3 separate regions of the Mus musculus genome follow, and regions 2 and 3 are each linked to region 1. The links are chromatin contacts, called in public Hi-C and promoter capture Hi-C maps. All regions are on one chromosome and are shown on one strand. The core of a region is the stretch at or near the end of the contact, and the rest is flanking DNA. Distances in the headings are between cores, read along the strand shown. Region 1 holds the start of Abcb1b (ATP-binding cassette, sub-family B (MDR/TAP), member 1B). Region 2 overlaps Abcb1a (ATP-binding cassette, sub-family B (MDR/TAP), member 1A). Region 3 overlaps Abcb1a (ATP-binding cassette, sub-family B (MDR/TAP), member 1A).

What was found. Promoter capture Hi-C pulls out the DNA fragments that hold promoters and counts their contacts. Hi-C and Micro-C count contacts between places; a contact is called where the count stands out from the background.
Region 2: a contact with region 1 is called in a Hi-C map of Th1 cells, with 1.9 times the contacts expected there. The contact joins the enhancer-like site here to the promoter of Abcb1b in region 1. A contact is called at or near these places in 3 of 39 promoter capture datasets (the 3T3-L1 cell line, the C10 cell line and liver), 10 of 484 Hi-C or Micro-C datasets (the AML12 cell line, B cells, the G1E-ER4 cell line and 6 more), 5 of 115 datasets of contacts at active chromatin or transcription factors (the 230-238 cell line, CD8 T cells, effector CD8 T cells and 1 more) and 2 of 9 other capture datasets (adipose tissue and liver).
Region 3: a contact with region 1 is called in a promoter capture Hi-C map of embryonic stem cells, with 2.5 times the contacts expected there. The contact joins the enhancer-like site here to the promoter of Abcb1b in region 1. A contact is called at or near these places in 2 of 39 promoter capture datasets (embryonic stem cells and epiblast stem cells), 1 of 484 Hi-C or Micro-C datasets (the G1E-ER4 cell line), 2 of 115 datasets of contacts at active chromatin or transcription factors (CD8 T cells and bone marrow-derived macrophages) and 3 of 9 other capture datasets (adipose tissue, macrophages and pancreatic islet).

What each region holds. Positions count from the first base shown.
Region 1 is chr5:8,796,231-8,800,003 of GRCm38.p6, forward strand. Abcb1b (ATP-binding cassette, sub-family B (MDR/TAP), member 1B) reads left to right here and starts at 1,917. Exons shown (of 28, transcript NM_011075.2): 1 at 1,917-2,059; 2 at 2,506-2,576. The coding sequence starts at 2,512. Gm5106 (predicted gene 5106) reads right to left here and starts at 2,293. Exons shown (of 3, transcript NR_152133.1): 1 at 1,714-2,293.
Region 2 is chr5:8,679,552-8,683,324 of GRCm38.p6, forward strand. All of the region lies in intron 6 of Abcb1a (ATP-binding cassette, sub-family B (MDR/TAP), member 1A), which reads left to right. Among named protein-coding and RNA genes, the nearest start is that of Gm31157, 14 kb to the right of the region's middle. Within about 2 kb of position 1,835, at least 14 of the 459 cell types and tissues checked have an H3K27ac peak or open chromatin away from gene starts, as enhancers often do. A contact at or near this core is called in CD8 T cells, Th1 cells and memory CD8 T cells, where this site is marked.
Region 3 is chr5:8,710,674-8,714,446 of GRCm38.p6, forward strand. It overlaps Abcb1a (ATP-binding cassette, sub-family B (MDR/TAP), member 1A), which reads left to right. Exons shown (of 30, transcript NM_011076.3): 17 at 2,514-2,675. Among named protein-coding and RNA genes, the nearest start is that of Gm31157, 17 kb to the left of the region's middle. Within about 2 kb of position 1,593, at least 2 of the 459 cell types and tissues checked have an H3K27ac peak or open chromatin away from gene starts, as enhancers often do. A contact at or near this core is called in embryonic stem cells, where this site is marked.

The DNA of each region.
Region 1 (3,773 bases), core at 667-3,166:
ATAGAAAAGTTAATTAATAGTCTGAAATGATACTTCAAATATATGATCAAGAAAAATAAATCAATAAAGCAAGCACAGCTTAAAGGATAGAGAGAAATCTATGGTGTTGATGTTGGTGTTGGTGTTGGTGTTGGTGTTGGTGTTGGTGTTGGTGTTGATGTTGATGTTGGTGTTGATGTGGGTTAAGTGCAGAAAGAAGAAGAAATATCTTTACCTTCTGACAAACAATGAAGTTTTCTTCTTCTGGGCATTTCTAGCCTTTTGATGTTGGGACCCAGCATTCCTATCTACAGTGTTCATGCTTTACAGAAAATGTTCACACACACAAAAAAATCTTAAACAATGTTTTAAGTAGGTTTACAATTTTTTTGTTGGGCTGCATTCAAAGCTGTCCTTAGTCATAAGGGGCATGGGTCAGGCATCTTGGAAAGGCAGCAAGTGAAGAGGCATATGTGTCACTCAGGGGATACAGAATACATGGTTCGGGCTTTCAGGACGGCTGTGCATTCTCTCCCTGTTGGTACATCACCGGAACACTGGAAGCTGGGATGGCAGGTGGCTGTACTGTTGACATTGCTGAATTAGGTGAGGGAGCTGCACTCTCTGTCATTCCTAAATCTAAACACTATCTCATAAACCTACCTTATAGCTTTGTTTTCGAGCCTTGCTCCTGTCATTACTGTTGGTAACACAAGTGACAACTCCTTAAAGTGCTATATTTAACAGTTCTGCTGAAGGAGCTCGCTCCCCACAGATTTTAAGGGTGAACTGCAAGTCCCACGCATGTTGAGATGAGAAGGGGTGCCGGGGTTAAAAGGAAGCTGAAGAGCGGAAGAACCTGCAGGCCTGGGAGCTAGTAACAGGGCTCGTAGTCAGACATGAGGTAACCACACTAACAGCCAGGGAAAAGATGGTCTGGGCCCTAGGATGACAAACTGCTCTGTCCTCACCCTGAAGCCCCCGAGGAGCAGGTAAGGCACAGATCTCCTTTCGTGGTGTGTCCTTACCTTAATAAAGCCAATTTTAAAGACCAAGTAAAATCTCCATCTTGTTCAAGAAGGAGACCCCAGCTCACCCCATAGACAATGAGTTAAATAAAAACAAAGGTGGCTACTTCTTGCTATCTGTGGAAACAGACATCTTGGTAGAAGAAACAGGAGTCTCCACCCAGGTGGTCAGTGCTTCAATGTCATTGAGACAAGGAACTCTGTCTATCTCAGGTTGACATTTCTCAGCCACTGAGTTGCCAGCAAGTTAGGTCACAGTCAGTTACAAGTAGACAGAAAAAGACCTGCTACACGCAAATATCTGCATCAGTCAGAATTCCAGAACATCTAAGAACTTGATATGCCCTGGGAAAAAACACAGATATTGATTCCAGAGTTAGAAGTTGAAAATACTATGTACTTTGAAATATCATTTCTACCTTGAAATTGTATAGGACTATCATCCAAGCCAAGACCATATATATATATATATATATATATATATATATATATATATATATATATATTTCACAGAAAAATTTCTACCAGCCTAGAAAGCAATGCTGTCAGAAAAAAAAAAAAAACTTTACAGAATAAGCAAGGTCCCTGGTTGCTTTATTAATTATATTAGATTAGCTATGTCAGGGAAAGTGTCTTTTTAAGTATGACTCATCAGAGAACCAACTGTGTACTATCCAGGTATATACACTTCTGTATGGACACTTACCTGAACACGTAAAGACAAGTCTATGTAAATGTCTGAGGGAACCAGCGCCCTTCTCAAAAAAATCAGGGTAAGCCTGGAAGTATCTCCTGTTTCGCAACCGCTCCAGCTGCCCATGCCCAATCCCACCCACCAGGCTGATTGGCTGCCGGGCCTTAGGGCGGCCGCTGGCATCTATTTTAATCCGGGGCCCGAGGAAGCCCTCTGGCTCCTTCCCGCAGTGGCTCTTGAAGCCGTAAGAGGCTGAGGCCGCTGCTTCCATCTTCTGAGGTTCCGCTCAACTCAGAGCTACTTCCAAATTCTACATCTTGGCTGACTTTGCGAAGGAAACCCGGAGGTGGCACGTGAGGTAGGCAGTTCTCGGAAGAGTGCGGTGCTCCGGATGCCTGAGTCCGGTCCGGGTGGTAGCGTCCTCTTGAGTCTGTGGGGACCAAGTGGCGACAGCCACAAGTCGCTCCAAGAGCACCCGCAGCAGCAGCCTTCAGGACGGTGTTTTCCGCGCCAGCCCTGTGCTGTGGATCTCGCTGCCCAGCTCGCAGCCGCGGGCTGGTGGAGGAGCGCGCCAGGGCGGAAGGGACCCAGCAGGGCGGGGTGGCGGGACCCAGAGCCGAGCACCCGGTCCACGCGGGTGACACAGCTTCCCGGGATTCCCCGGGGTGAGTTACCCCCAGGCCCGGCCCCAGGAGCATCAGGGCGGGGCTCCTCCTCCTCTCTTGGCTCCGTGGGGCAGTGAGCTCTGCCTAGGTTCTGGTCCCCGCGGCCACGTGTTTGGCTAATGAACTGGTTTCTCCTCAGGTGGTGATGGAGTTTGAAGAGAACCTTAAGGGAAGAGCAGACAAGAACTTCTCGAAGATGGGCAAAAAGAGGTAGCCAAATTATTTCACGTTCGTGCTTGTACATTCTGGCCAATTTGTAGCCTCCGGCACTGTTTTAAATGATTAGTGGGCGTGGGCGTTATTTCAGCCCTTGGAAGGAACTCCTCTGCTTGGAGCAGTCCTTCAGATGTGTGTGACAGATGGATGCTTCTGTGAATTCAGCCTCTACTCACATCTTTTTAGTTTTATGACCTCGGCTTTTTTGAGCGCTGTTGATCGCTCATGCCTTGAGCCTTATGCTGCTTGGGTGCTCACTGTGGCCCATTATCTTCTGATAAACACGTATACAAACACAGAATGTGGCATAACAGGTGAAACAGAACAATACAGTTATATGGTTTAAGGTTGCTTACCTATACTTAAATTAGAAAAATTGAAACTGTAATTGCTAAGAGAAAATAGTTACTCTCAATATATTTTTATCATAGTGGACTGCGTGTCGCCAGTAATTAAAAACTTACCTCAGTGGGTTCATTATATATAGAAAATTGTAAACTAAGATAATAGGAATTAGTAGCTATATTAATAGTATTCGGAAACAAGATTTCAGTATAAAGAGGGAAAGTACAAAGTGAAAGTAAACTTTACATTTAATAATGTGAAATTAGAATAAGAAACATCAGTATGATTTTTTTCAGTCACTCATTTTTAGTCCACTGAAAAGGGTAGTACAGAAAGACACTCTTGAAGTTTTCTAGTAAAGAAAGGTACACGGCATAGAACAGTTAACTTCAGCCAGACCTATTGCAGAGAAAATACAAAGTGAGCCTGGAGTTTCCAGTACTAACAAACAAGGAAGCAGGATTTAATGGACTGGTCAGAAGACACAGGAGGACCAGCAAGATGGTCCCAAAGGCCTCCTTCCAAGACTGGCAAGCCTAGTTTTGAATTCCTTTTCCAGAACCCATGTGGTAGAATCAGAAACCAACTGCAAGCTTCAAGTTGATCTTGACCTGCACAGGCCGTTGCCTTGCTTGTCACGCTTGTGGATGCATCCAAACACAATAAATAAAATACAAAAAAAAAAAAAAAAAAAAAAAAAAAAAAACAAAAAAAAAACAAAAAAACCCCCCAAAACCCCACAAACCAGACATAAGAGCAATCGAGAAGGGTTTGAACTTCGAAGAAAGTAAATGCTATAAGTGATTTCTAGAAGCATTACATTTAGTGGCCCACCAATGTTCTGAG
Region 2 (3,773 bases), core at 585-3,084, 120 kb before region 1:
TGGATTATTTTTGATAAATTATCTGGCATGGGTGATGGCTTTATGAGAGTATTTGTTCATCTTTGGAACAGGCTAGGTTACAGTAGACACAACTAGCTGAATGTGGAGATACAAAGAGAAAATGTAGCCCAGTTTTTCCCAGTTTGCACTTAGGTGAACCAGAGCGGACAGACAGACAGAATCTTGGAAGCTTCTGTTCTACATTGACTTAGCAATTTTACTCATGTGTCAAAAAATTACTATAAAATTCTATGACAAGGAAGGCTAGGCAAAGCAATCTGATGAGTAGGTCACTTTTTCTTTTATTCTTTCTTTTTTGGCTTATTTGTGAAGGAAAAGTATTTTCTTGGGTGAAAGTTACTAAAGAATATCCAGGTAAAGGAGGAAAAATGAAAAAAAAAAACACTGCTGAAGAAAAAAATAGATAAAATACTCAGAGAGCAGCAACTTGCTTGGTGTGCTCAGATGTGGGGCTCTTTGGAATGAGCACTGTAGAAGGTAGGGATGACGAAGTGTTGTGAGTTAACGCTGGAAATTTGTGTGGTGGTGAATGTGGGTATTTCAGAACCCAAGTGTCCTAAAAATAACTTATTTTATACAATGCAATTTAAACTCTGAGTCCCTTGTTATCTAAAGTGGTTACTGTTTAGGGTAGGGTAGATGTTTTACTGTGGCTCTCACCTTTGACTGGTTTGTTTGAGAGACCCAACTTACCTGTGCTTTCTAGCCTCATGCTGGGGATTGAACCAAGGCTAACCAAGGCACATGGGCAAGCTCTAAGGCCGAAGTACACTCTAACCCCACAACATAACAGATGAGTAAAGACCAAATCATGTTTAGCCCCATCGAAAACAGAATTGACTCAAGCCTATTGTCTCCCTCTGTTGGGAGCACTGGAGGTATTCAACTCCCTCTGAATTTTGTCTGGTCCAAGGAGGCTCTTGGTGCTATCCTATGGGTGTCTTCTTGATGAACTATGCAATCATTCCTTTTCTGAATTCTCACTCGGGTCTGCATAGCTGGCTTCTTATTCCTGGACCATTCAGTGTCTAGACTTTTACCAATTACTAACAGCATCTCTTCTTTAAGACATTAAGAAAATATTTTTGAGTCGTAAAAACTGGAACTTTGTCCCATGAATTTAAATGGTATTTGGCTTTGGTCATTTTCCTCCCCAGATCTTAAAGAGTTTGGACACACAAAAGCCAACAAGAAATCTATATACATCCTATTATTTGTTTGTTTGTTATGACAGCTGCTCTCTGATGGACCAGTGATAGCATAGCTCCATAGCTACTAGAATGAGAAGAAAGAGATGGGGTTAAAACACTTAGAAGATCATGGTTAAACTTTCAAAAAGATCGTTGTGCTGTGTATAGTGTCTACTATGGAAAGATTGCAAAGGGATAAATATGGTTATATGTCACAGACTTTAACCTTTTTGTAGCATGAACTATCACTGAGGATTGTAAGTGAAGTAGAATGATTATATTGTCATTTCCAAAGATGAGATATGATGACACCATGAATGAGATGCTTTGAGAGGATCCATCAGTTAGGATGATCTGTTCCAGCCGAGGATAAGATGCTGAGGAAAGGGCAGCTGAGATCACATGCTCAAGAACTGTACAGGATAAAGACAGTCAGAAATCCCCACAGTGATACCAGAGGGGCTCATGAAGCCCCACCCCTACCCGAGGGAATGCTACATAATTGATGGCTTCTGGGTAAGAGGCCTCAATGCTCATCAGGAATGCAAGCCACAAGAGGCTACCTATGCTCCAGTAGATGGCCCTACACACACAGTCATACAGGCATCACGAAGTGACTCAGTGGGTTTTTAAAAAGAGCACATGAAATTAGAAGGTGATAGTGCTGGGAGGAACAGAGAAGCAGCCCTGACTCAGCTTGGCCCTGCCGGCTCATCTCTGAGCTGCTCCCTTATCCTCTGTCAGACCCTTTTACTTTCCCCCAAGTGTTTAGGCTTGGTCTGCTATTTCCTCTCTATGTGCCATCCTGTTTTTATAGCTAGGAAGAGATGGCTTTTTTTTCTCTCCCAAATTTAACTGTGGTCTCTAGCATATGATTCCTTAGTACTTATATCTGAACTCACCCCCGACCCCCACCCCAAAAACTGACCAAGCACAATCTAGACACTTACTAGACATCTTCAGTCAAATGCACAGCTGCTATAAAATAAAATGTTCAACATTCAACTAGTAATCTCCCTTGATTTTTCTAGACCAGTTAGTTCTTTCAGGTTTCCTATTTGAAACTCACATTTTCAGGTGGTTGGGCTGTGGTCTTGATCAACTTTATTTTTACTCTCTACTTACACCCCCTCTGTTGGAAGACCCTCTAGCTTCCTCCTCGTTGAGCCTTGTGCTCTCCCCCTTTTCTCTTCCTATTCAGACCAACTTTCCCTATATTCTTATAAAAGCCAAAGCCTCTAAATTTTATTCTTAAAAGTATACATTGCTGAACTCTAAAGCTTCCTGGGTCACACTTCTGATTATATCCACTTTAGTTCACTCCAACTGAGTGTCTGCTAGTCTGTCTGTATATTCCACAGTTACCTAGTTCAGACTACCTTTTCAACCACGTATCCCCTTTCTATGAGCACACCACCACACTTCCTTTTCCCATCAAAATTTGGACACTCCTTTTTCATATGTGTTACAGACCTTCAGGACATTCTGCTTAGTTTGCCAATGGCACTTTTATTTATTTTCACATCTGTCAAATCAGATTTGTCTTCATGAGTCTTTCACATACTGTAGCCCTTTTCAGTGATTTTGAGGTTTAAAGTGTTCCTCTACTGTCTTAATTGTGCTGATTTCTTCTATAATATATTCATCATAAATATCTACATATTATACCACAGTGTATGCATCATTGCTTCTAACAGTAGAGTACTGTAGACAATGAAAATCTCAACTGACATTGAGATTCAATTTATAAAGAAACTAAACAGTGTACACATGTGTTTATATGTATACGAATATACTTGAAACACTTGAAAATAACACACATAAAAATATTGAGTAGTCGTTAGGTTCCCAAATCTGGACCATGGCCTTGGTTGACCAGTCCTGTGGTGTATGCTCAATAAACTATCTCTGTCCAACTGAAAAAAAATTGAGTAGTGATAATTTGTGTTTATAGGGGTAGTAAAGTTATGAAAGAGTTTTAAGCATATTAAATTCAAACTCGGTATTTCTTAGTATTGGATGATGCTTGTCAACGTTGTATATTACACTTGAATTTATATTATATGTAATAAAATCACATGCAGTAACTTCTAAATAAAAATTAAAGTGCTGAAATGGGGCTGGAATATAGCTGAGTAGGTAGAGTGCTTGCCCAGCACGCACAAGGCTCTGGGTTTGTACGTTCAATTTCCAGCACCACATAGATATTGAGTATAGAGGTTCCATTCTGCAATCCCAGTACACAGAGGCAGAGGCAGAAGGATCATAAGTAGAAATGAGTTTGAGAACCTAGATGACATGATATCCAGTCTCAAATGAACAGACAAACACGTAGAGAACTGCATTGTTAGTTTTTAAGTGTATACTTGAGAGTCAGGGATGCAGTAATATTTATCACCGTGTTTCCTCTGGCAAATATATATCACTGAATTTAGGTTGTACGTGGTCGCACACAGTCAACAGGGCAGTATTGGAACAGATGTTAAATGCTTTTACACAAATGGAGCTGAGTCAGTTAATTCTCTTTTTTCACAATAAAACAAGTTTAATTTATTTTGTGCT
Region 3 (3,773 bases), core at 343-2,842, 86 kb before region 1:
TCTCACCTAAGCAGACTAAATTCCTAAGTTCCTTGGAGTCCCGGGACCAAGATGGCGACCGCTGCTGCTGTGGCTTAGGTTGCCTCCCCAGCCGGGCGGGCACCTGTCCTCTGGTCCGGAAGGTGGCCGGCTGTCCCCGGCCCACACAGGGTGCTGCCTCAGCGCCTCTGTGCTTCTGCCTGTTCCAGAAGCTGTCAGGTTCTCTGGCGCACCCTCTCACCTGTTCAGACTAATTTCCTAAGTTCGGCAGGTCCCGGACCAAGATGGCGACCGCTGCTGCTGTGGCTTAGGCCGCCTCCCCAGCCGGGCGGGCACCTGTCCTCTGGTCCGGAAGGTGGCCGGCTGTCCCCGGCCCACACAGGGTGCTGCCTCAGCCCCTCTGTGCTTCTGCCTGTTCCAGAGGCTGTCAGGTTCTCTGGCGCACCCTCTCACCTGTTCAGACTAATTTCCTAAGTTCGGCGGGTCCCGGACCAAGATGGCGACCGCTGCTGCTGTGGCTTAGGCCGCCTCCCCAGCCGGGCGGGCACCTGTCCTCCGGTCCAGACGGTGGCTGGCTGTCCCCGGCCCACAAAGGGTGCTGCCTCAGTGCCTCTGTGCTTCCGCCTGTTCCAGAAGCTGTCAGGTTCTCTGGCGCACCCTCTCACCTGTTCAGACTAATTTCCTAAGTTCGGCGGGTCTCGGACCAAGATGGCGACCGCTGCTGCTGTGGCTTAGGCCGCCTCCCCAGCCGGGCGGGCACCTGTCCTCCGGTCCGGACGGTGGCCGGCTGTCCCCGGCCCACAAAGGGTGCTGCCTCAGCGCCTCTGTGCTTCCGCCTGGTCCAGAAGCTGTCAGGTTCTCTGGCGCACCCTCTCACCTGTTCAGACTAATTTCCTAAGTTCGGCAGGTCCCGGACCAAGATGGCGACCGCTGCTGCTGTGGCTTAAGGTCGCCTCCCCAGCCGGGCGGGCACCTGTCCTCCGGTCCAGAAGGTGGCCGGCTGTCCCCGGCCCACACAGGGTGCTGCCTCAGCCCCTCTGTGCTTCTGCCTGTTCCAGAGGCTGTCAGGTTCTCTGGCGCACCCTCTCACCTGTTCAGACTAATTTCCTAAGTTCGGCGGGTCCCGGACCAAGATGGCGACCGCTGCTGCTGTGGCTTAGGCCGCCTCCCCAGCCGGGCGGGCACCTGTCCTCCGGTCCAGACGGTGGCTGGCTGTCCCCGGCCCACAAAGGGTGCTGCCTCAGTGCCTCTGTGCTTCCGCCTGTTCCAGAAGCTGTCAGGTTCTCTGGCGCACCCTCTCACCTGTTCAGACTAATTTCCTAAGTTCGGCGGGTCTCGGACCAAGATGGCGACCGCTGCTGCTGTGGCTTAGGTCGCCTCCCCAGCCGGGCAGGCACCTGTCCTCTGGTCCGGAAGGTGGCCGGCTGTCCCCGGCCCACACAGGGTGCTGCCTCAGCGCCTCTGTGCTTCCGCCTGTTCCAGAAGCTGTCAGGTTCTCTGGCGCACCCTCTCACCTGTTCAGACTAATTTCTTAAGTTCGGCGGGTCCCTCACTTTTGTTTCTCCACTTCTGTTTGTTAACCCTGATATCTACAGCCTGTTCATGTGTATGTGTGTGGTGTGTGTGTATGTGCATGTGTGTGTTTGTGTGTATGTGTGTGTATTTGTGTTCATATGTATGTGTGTGTATATGTGTGAGTATATGTATGTGTGTGTGTGTGTGTGTGTAGTTTTATTGCTTATTACTGTAGAACTACAGAGTGGGAGAAATAATAAGCATTAGGCAAGTTATAAAGGTTAAAGAAATCTCAACAAGTCTAGTTGTCTGCCTTTATTCCATATGAAGTTAAAGATGAGACTGGACATGTGAAAATATTTATAAAACTCTTCAATTTTGTCTATAATTCTTGTAACTAGAAGTCATTTATTGAACATTTGTTGGGCATTTCTTTAAAGTTAGTCCTAAGCCCTTTGTTATTTAGTCATCACAGCTATTCTAAGAAGTGGCTACTGTGTCTCTGCTTTACATATTAATGAATTCAACCTTACACAGATTCAAAGACTGAATGAAGTCCTGGATTTCATTCACACTAGTAGAACACTGAAGTCTAAGCTCTGCTCTTTCATGTTTGTGTCTTGATTACCCAGGAGGTTAATCTTGCAATTCTTAGCAGATCTCTAGGTGATGCATGCCAGTACAATGCCTTGTATAGATTTGTTTTATCTGGTTAATGCCTCAGCTCTAGGATTTTTGATACACTGGATTATTTCTAGAACTTTAGGCTTACTATAGGGTGTAAAGTAAAATCCTTAGAGGCATAGATTTTATTAATACATAAACATGCTTGTTCTTGTATTGATTGCAATAAAACTATTTTCTATTATTATGAATTCATTATGCCTTTATTAAAGCCAGATAATATCTTCATTGATGGTTTACACAGTATTCAAAGCAGTTTTATTCATCAAAAATAAATTGACTGAGGTTTTGCTATAATTATCCATGTTTCAAAAGCCAGGTTTCTCTCTCTCCAGGCTAGAGAAGGCCGGACCACCATTGTGATAGCTCATCGCTTGTCTACCGTTCGTAATGCTGACGTCATTGCTGGTTTTGATGGTGGTGTCATTGTGGAGCAAGGAAATCATGATGAGCTCATGAGAGAAAAGGGCATTTACTTCAAACTTGTCATGACACAGGTGCAGTGGAACTCTAGCAATGTCCTAATTTATCTTGATGATAAGATGTAATCTATAGATAAGTATTACCTGATTGGATAATCTTGAAATGTAGAAGAGTCCTTAGGGTTTTTTGTTTTGTTTTTTTGTTTGTTTGTTTGTTTTTCCACGAGCCTGCACCTTCAGATCTGGTCCCATAGCTTGACTCATGCCATACTGCCCTCTTTCTCTAGGACAGAAAATTAAGAAGCTCTGTACCGTGACTTGATGATTCTCAATTCATGGTACATGGTTCCCCCCTGCCCCATGCTATTTAACACATACACTGTGCTGAACTAAATCATGTGATATAAAACTTCTTGCCACTTCTAAAAGGTTATGAAAATTCAACCCTTTTCTTTGTGTTTTGGATTGGTACGAGACTCATCAGAGGACTGCTGCAGAGGTGCTTTGAAGGCTGCCCTCTGAAGAGGCTCCTCCCTACCATCCCTCTCATGGCTTTTGGATCCCAGTGACAGCTCTCACTGTCTCCTCTCTCATTTTTATTTATAATTAAGCTCCTCTTTATGCTTTAAAGGGAAGCTTCTCTTTAGGGCCAGTGATATTTATTTAACTATCCATGAATTGTATTCATTCTGTCTAAATCTCTCCCTACCACTTCGAGGTGCAATCATAGCCTTGTTAGAACCTCTTGTTCTAATAGTCCTAAAGCATGAAGGGAATTATGATTATGTTTCAGCTTCCTTTCTGGACAGAGCACATACTATTTTCATATAACACTATTCAGGACCAGTGCTTTAGATCTCTTCTCTTCTCTTCTCTTCTCTTCTCTTCTCTTCTCTTCTCTTCTCTTCTCTTCCCTTCCCTTCCCTTCCCTTCCCTTCCCTTCCCTTCCCTTCCCTTCCCTTCCCTTCCCTTCCCTTCCCTTCCCTTCTCTTCCCTTCTCTTTTCCTTCCCTTCTCTTCCCTTCTCTTTTCCTTCCTTCCTTCCTTTCTTCCTTCCTTCCTTCCTCCCTCCCTCCCTCCCTCCCTCCCTTCCTTCCTTCCTTCCTTCCTTCCTTCTTTCCTTCTTTTAAAAGAAAAGAACCAAAGAAGGGTAATTGAGGAAAAATGGAAAAAT